Regions from separate parts of the Nomascus leucogenys genome. Here region 1 is linked to region 2. Evidence: chromatin contacts called from public Hi-C data. All regions are on one chromosome and are shown on one strand. Each heading gives the region's core, a stretch centred on a gene start, on an enhancer-like site or on the middle of the called end of the contact. The rest is flanking DNA. Distances are from core to core; before and after follow the strand shown. Region 1 has its middle 100 kb from the start of TNFAIP3. Region 2 has its middle 160 kb from the start of TNFAIP3.

Evidence for each region. A called contact is a pair of places that touch in the nucleus more often than the background predicts.
Region 1: a contact with region 2 is called in a Hi-C map of a lymphoblastoid cell line, with 8 times the contacts expected there. The contact joins two enhancer-like sites. A contact is called at or near these places in 2 of 4 Hi-C or Micro-C datasets (both in a lymphoblastoid cell line).

Annotation. Positions count from the first base shown.
Region 1 is chr3:124,090,794-124,094,312 of Asia_NLE_v1, reverse strand. No RefSeq gene overlaps it. Among named protein-coding and RNA genes, the nearest start is that of TNFAIP3, 100 kb to the right of the region's middle. Within about 2 kb of position 2,187, the one cell type or tissue checked has an H3K27ac peak away from gene starts, as active enhancers do. A contact at or near this core is called in a lymphoblastoid cell line, where this site is marked.
Region 2 is chr3:123,826,214-123,829,455 of Asia_NLE_v1, reverse strand. It overlaps the pseudogene LOC100587990. Among named protein-coding and RNA genes, the nearest start is that of TNFAIP3, 160 kb to the left of the region's middle. Within about 2 kb of position 1,990, the one cell type or tissue checked has an H3K27ac peak away from gene starts, as active enhancers do. A contact at or near this core is called in a lymphoblastoid cell line, where this site is marked.

The sequences.
Region 1 (3,519 bases), core at 938-3,437, 260 kb before region 2:
CCTCAATCCATTCCTTCATTTTTCCATCCCTCCATCTATCCCTCCCTCCATCCATCCTTCCATCCATTCATCTCTCCATCTATTCCTCCATCAATTTATCCACCATCTATCCATTCATCCATCCACCTATCCCTCCATCCATCATCTTCTTGATGGTTATCTCTATGACAGACAAGCTTTCCTTATCTCCAAGGCTAATTTGTCCATCTGTCCTTTAAATTCCACCTTCTACCCCCTACTCCACTATTCCCTTTTCTCTTTTCTTGCTCCTCCTGGGGAGCCTGAAGATCAGTGAATCCCCCCTACTTTTTTCTTTGAGATGGGATTACAGGCCCCCACCACCATGCCCAGCTAATTTTTTGTATTTTTAGTAAAGATGGGGTTTCACCATGTTAGCCAGGCTGCTCTCGAACTGCTGACCTCAGGCGATACACCCACCTCAGCCTCCCAAAGTGCTGGGATTACAGGCATGAGCCACTGCACCCAGCCCAGTGAATCCCTGTTTATCTCTGATCTTCACTCCCATTCTTTCCTGGATAAACCCAAGTTGTTTCCGTCTTTAAAAATAACATCTCTCCCCACCTCCCTGTCTGTCTGTATTTATCATCCTAGGTCACTTATTTGCTCAAAGCAAAGTTCCTTGAATGTAACATTTGCACAAGTTTGTATCTGCCCTCTTCACACCCCCCAAAACTGCTGTCCCTAAGGCCTGGTCACACTCCCATGTCAGCTCATAACACCCTCAATTTACTTATTACATTTTCTATTGTAATTGCCTATTTTCTGTCTCACTCAATAAACTAAATTCACCGAGAACAAGATTCTTTTGTATTTACCTCTGTCCCCAGCATCTAGAACAGTCTCTGGCACATAGTAGACAATCTATGTCTGTTCAGTGAATGAAAGCGTGACTGGCTGAATGAACAGATCCTATTTATGACCTCTTTTACATTTGACTCAGTTAACTATGTCCTCTTTTTAAAAAAAAAAAAAAATTCTTCCATTAGTTACTCAGACAGCAGTGTCTCTGGTTTTCATTCTAACCCTCTGTCGGTTCTTTTGTGGTTTCTTATCTCTAAATGATGCAATTTCCTAAGGGTCTTTTTTTGTTCTTTTCTCAACACTATCTACTCTACCTGGGCAAGCTCATCTGTGGCCACAGCTTTAAGGACAGCTTTATCTATAACTCCAGCTCTGATCTTTCTCCTGCTCCCCTCTGATTGTATATCTAGCTACCTGCTAAACATCTTCATTTAACTATCTCATAGGGCCTTCAAGTACAAAAGTTAAAGAACTGAACTCATAACTTCTGTCACAGTGAATGCCATAGCAATCTATTTAGTTGCCAAAGCTAGAAATATGGGCATTTTCCTGGATATCCTTTTCCTCTATCTGTTATTTAATCAGTTATTGATTCCTTTAGATCAAACTCCTGCGACATATTTGAAACGTGCTCTTTCCTGCTCCACTGGCTTTTCATCATCTGGGTGTCATGAGTGAGAGAATTCAGTTTGCTGCGGGAGGGATGATGAGTTCTGCGCATCTCCCTCTTTCCCCCTCTCCCTACACTCACACAGAGACACGAACACCTATGTCTGAGCACACACACAGAAAGCTGCACTCACAGTCAGGCCATTGCAAATACTAGGTTCTAGGCCTTCTGGCCACATTTGAGGGAAGCAGTCAGCCCCCTTCCATGAGAGAGGGGAGATCAGGAGGCAGAATTGAGAAATAGGATGAAGCTAATGGCAATGGCTGCGCCTCCAGTCTCCCATCCTCACCAAAAATTTCTCCCTTAAATTGTATTGTACAATACCATAGAAAAGAAAGCAATAAAAAGAAACCAAATTATATTTTGACTGAAGCAATTCCAACCACATATTTCACAATCATGTGTTAACTTCCCTGTCTGCATTTCATTTACTACACTGATTTTGTCTCAAAAACAATTGTCATTACAGAATTGGAGAGTGCTGATTCTCTTCTGTATCATTTTAAAACAAGTCGTCAAGTGTCTGGCAATATAAGGCACAAGCTGCACTGCAGGGATATTGGACTGGGACATCAGAGTGAGGCTGGGACATCAAAGTGATGGTGGGGGACAAGCTGAGACTGGATCATCACAGCGATGGTGGGGACAGGCTGGGAAAGCAGAGTGATCGTGGGGACAGGCTGGGGCTGGGACAGCAGATTAATGGTGGGACAGGCTGGGGCTGGAGCATCAGAGTGATGATGGGGACAGGCTGGGACAGCAGAGTGATGGTGGGGACAGGCTGGGACTGGAGCATCAGTGATGATGGGGACAGGCTGGGGCTGGGACAGCAGAGTGATGGTGGGGCAGGCTGGGGGTGTGGCATCAGAGTGATGGTGGGACAGGCTAGGGGTGGGGCATCAGAATGATGGTGGGGCTGGGATGGCAGAGTGATGGTGAGGGACAGTTGGGTGCAGGGATGATTTTCTTGGTTTCTGCTGAACTTAGAGGAGGCCACTAGGCCTTTCAGTGTAACATTCTCCATGGCAGTTAACTCGCTCATGGTGATAATCCTTTATTAATTATTTCATTTTAATTTTGGAGAACAAAATTGTGGATGGTGCCCCTAAAACATAGCTGAGGAGGGCTTCAGATAACCTTAGCAAGTTTGGATTCTTATATTGAGGGCAAAAGAGAACACTAAGAATTTTAATCTGGGGGATGATAGGATCAGGTTTAAGTATTAGAAATGATAACAAAATTATTTGTACCTAGTATATGCTAGGCCCTTTGCATGGACTATCTTATTTAAATTTTAAAACAGCTCTCTGAGGAAGTACTCTTCATTTTCTTCTTTTTATAGATGGTGAAGTCAAGGCTTAGAGAGAGAATCTGTCCAACTTCTCACAGTTAATAGAAGTGCAGCTGGGTTTCAATCCCAGATTTGTTAGACTCAAGTTCATAGTGAGCCACCACATTGAGCCCAGAATCACTACAAAGGAGGTTAATAAAATGTCATTGCCAGGGTAAGCTGTTTTTTTTTTTTCCCCCATATGAGTCTCTACCATCCCTCCTTGGCTTATTGTTCATCATTTCCCTGTGTTTAAGCTGTACGACAATGATCTCCAAACACATCAGCCTCTCTGCTGCCCCTGGGCACATGCTGGTTCCCCTCAGGAAAGTTCTCCTCTCCACCATGGTGGCCGTCCCCAGTCCTTCAAGACTGTTCTGTCACCACCATCTCCAGTCCACCCTCTGCTTTCTCCTTCCCATTCCCTCGTCCAATCCTGGTGCTTAATGTACGCAACCATCATCTTTCAGCACTGATCTTCAAACAAACTTTATAGCCACTAAAAGCACTTTTTTTGAGACTGAGTCTTGCTCTGTCACCCAGGCTGGAGTGCAGTGGTGCAATCTTGGCTCATTGCAACCTCCACCTCCCAGGTTCAAGCCATTCTCGTGCCTCAGCCTCCTGAGTAGCTGGGATTACAGGCGTGAACCACCAAGCCCAGCTAATTTTTGTATTTTTAGTGGAGACGGGATTTCAC
Region 2 (3,242 bases), core at 741-3,240:
AGTTGCCACCTGGAGGGCCCTGGGCATATCCAGGCTTAAGGCTTCACATTAGTCTGCTCAGGCTGCTGTAACAAAAGATCGTAGCCCGGGTGGCTTAAACAACAGAAATCTATTTCTCACAGTTCTGGAGGCTGGGAACTCAAAAATCAAGGTGCTGGCTAACTCGGTTCCCTGGTGAGGGCTGTCTTTCTGGGTTGCACACATTTGTCGTCTTGCAGCTCAGTGACATGCCTTTCCTTGGTGCACGTTCACACAGAGAGAGAGAGAAAGAGAGAGAGAGAGAGAGAGAGAGATCTTCTTTCCCTAATAAGGTCATAAGGCCACCAGTCATACAGGATTAGGGCCCCACCCTTATGCCCTCATTTAACCCTAACCACCTCCTAAAGACCTGTCTCCAAATACAGTCACATTGGGAGCTAGGACTTCAATATATGAATTTTGAAGGGATAAAATTCAGTCCATAGAAGACCTAATTTCTTCTGCCCAGCACAATGTCACTTTCCGTTTTTAATGTTATTAACTTTTTAAAAATGTATACATCTCCTATAAAATCCACATTTTAATCCTTTGTTATTTCTGGCTTGCTTCACTCATTGATTCTACCTACCCAGCCCCTTTAGACATTAAAGTTTTTATCCCATGCCCATTGATTTAACCAGGGACTATATTTTCCAAACTGAAACTCGGGACATACAACATTATCAATATGAATGTGCTTATGGAAGAATAGAACAAACAGCCAGAAATTGGGATTGTCTTGGAATAGTATGGATATGCAGAAAATGATGATAAATAACCGAATTCTCCGTATTTGTATGACAGTGATTGAGAAGAGTATTAATGCAGCTTGATGCTTGATGCCACTCAAACCCACCAAAAGTTCTATTTGCCCATTTAGATGTTTTGATGGTGAGGAGCTTATTGGTGTTGGGCTGTGGAAGATACAAAGGTTGAAGACAGATGCTGTTCTCCATGATAGAGCTTTGCAAGTTTTCTCTGGCCCATGATGTAGAGCAAGAAATTTTACCTTACAACCCTGCAGACTGTGATGCATTCTGATCTGTTCTATTCTATTCTATTCTTTCTACAATGGGTATTATGGCCTAGATAATTGGTTTTCAAAACATGAACTATTGCTATGTGCATTGGAAAAAAAACAGTTCTTGCGGGCTGGGTCCGATAGGTTTTGGTTTCCTTTCTGTTAAAAAATATTTTGATTAGCATGAAGGTCTTTGTGTTTGTTTATTTTTCTGTTTGAATACATGTAGGTACTAGACTAGTATCTAGAAATAGTTTCATTATCTTAGAAACGTATCTGCTGGAACTTTTCCATTCACAGATCAGAGATTTTCAGAACTGGAAGGAACTGCAGGGGTCAAGTCAGAGTACATCGCTCAGGAGTCTTTATGTTGAAGCTCCAGTGTTTGGATGCAGTGATCTTAAAAACACAATGCACAAAAATTGTTCTCTTTGTTTTTCGACTCTTCTAACAGAATTCATCTTCAATTTAGTTTGCTAATTGCCTGTGTGCCATGATCTTGTTCTCCCTTGCAGAGCTCACAGGATGGGTTTTTGTTTTGTTTTGTTTTGTTTTTAGTTTCCTTGCTGTTTTTCCAGGTCACAGTACCGCAGTCGATTGGTGATTGTGGTTTGAGGTCACCTAGAGAAGGCGGGGGGTGGGGGGTCGGGTAACCCAAAGATTTTATTGCACACCTCAAATTGCTCTCTGATGACACCAAGAGCGTCAAGGGCCTGAGGCCGAATCCCGTGCTGCCATCTATTGGTAATGTCATGAAACAGCAATTTTTAATACCACCTGATTTTTAAAAAATTTGTTTTGCAGAGAACTATAGTTCACTGTCACCTATTCTCCAAATTTATATTTCCCAAGAAGTCTTGATTTCAAGTGAAGGAATCTGTGGATGGGAATGACCCATCTTTAACCCTAATGAACTTTGTCTGTAAAGTGAACCAAGGGGACAGGGGAATTCCCACACCGTCTCACTACCGCCCAAGCCGACACACTTCCCTTTGAGGATGGTTTGAGGGAAGGAGGGACTGTCTGCTTGTCAGAGGGATTTCAAAGAACACACTGTTCTCATCCTTCAGATCTTGCCGATTGCTTCATGGGCTGCCCGAGATTACCATATGTTTTGTGCAAGGGGTGACTTCAAAACAAAACAGAATAGACCCTCTCTGTTTTGAAGGCTGTTGATTCTAAATGCTACACCATTGCAAATAGTTCTCTGGGTTTATTTATTAGCAAGGGAAGCCAGACATCAAGGACCAACCACTTCCATTTTAAAAAGATCTCTGTTCATTAAAAATAAAAATAAAGGAGACTGGAGTGCAGGGGCGTGATCATGACTCATTGCAGCCTTGACTTCCTGGGCCCAAGTGATCCTCCTGCCACAGCCTCCACTCCTGGTTAGTTTTTTGTATTTTTTGTAGAAACGAAGTCTCACTTTTTTGCTCAGGCTGGCCTCGAACTCCTGGACTCAAGCAATCCTCCTGCCTCAGCCTCCCAAAGTGTTGGGATTATGGGCGTGAGCCACTGCATCCAGCCTACTATCTTTATCTTATAGAAAGAAAAGAATGGAGGAAACTGAGGCTTGGAGACAGTGGTTTCACCCAAATATCAGTGGTGTGGAGGCAGAAAAACCTATTGTTGACAAGAGGAGTTGATGGCAGTTTTTTGGCAAGGCCTAGTAAAAGTACCCCGGAGATATCACATGTTCTGTTAGAAGAAATGGAGCTGTCACCCACATCAAGATTCAGAACAACGGTGATTACTAGGACCCGTATGGGGGGGAGAAGTTTGCCACTTTGGCTGAGTTGGTCCAGTATTACATGGAATATCACAGCAATTCGAAGAGAAGAATGGAGATGTTATTGAGCTTAAATATCCTCTGAACTGTGCAGATCCTACCTCTGAAAGATGGTTTCATGGACACCTCTTTGGGAAAGAAGCAGAGAAATTAACTGAAAAAGGAAAACATGGTAGCTTTCTTATACGAGAGAGCCAGAGCCACCCTGGAGATTTTGTTCTCTCTGCGCGCACCAGTGATGACAAAAGGGAGAGCAATGACAGCAAGTCTAAAGTGACCCATGTCATGATTCGCTGTCAGGAACTGAAATACGTTGGTGGAGGAGAACTGTTTGATTCTTTGACGGATCTTGTGGAACATTACAAGAAGAATCCTATGCTGGAAACATTGGGTACAGTGCTACGACTCAAGTAG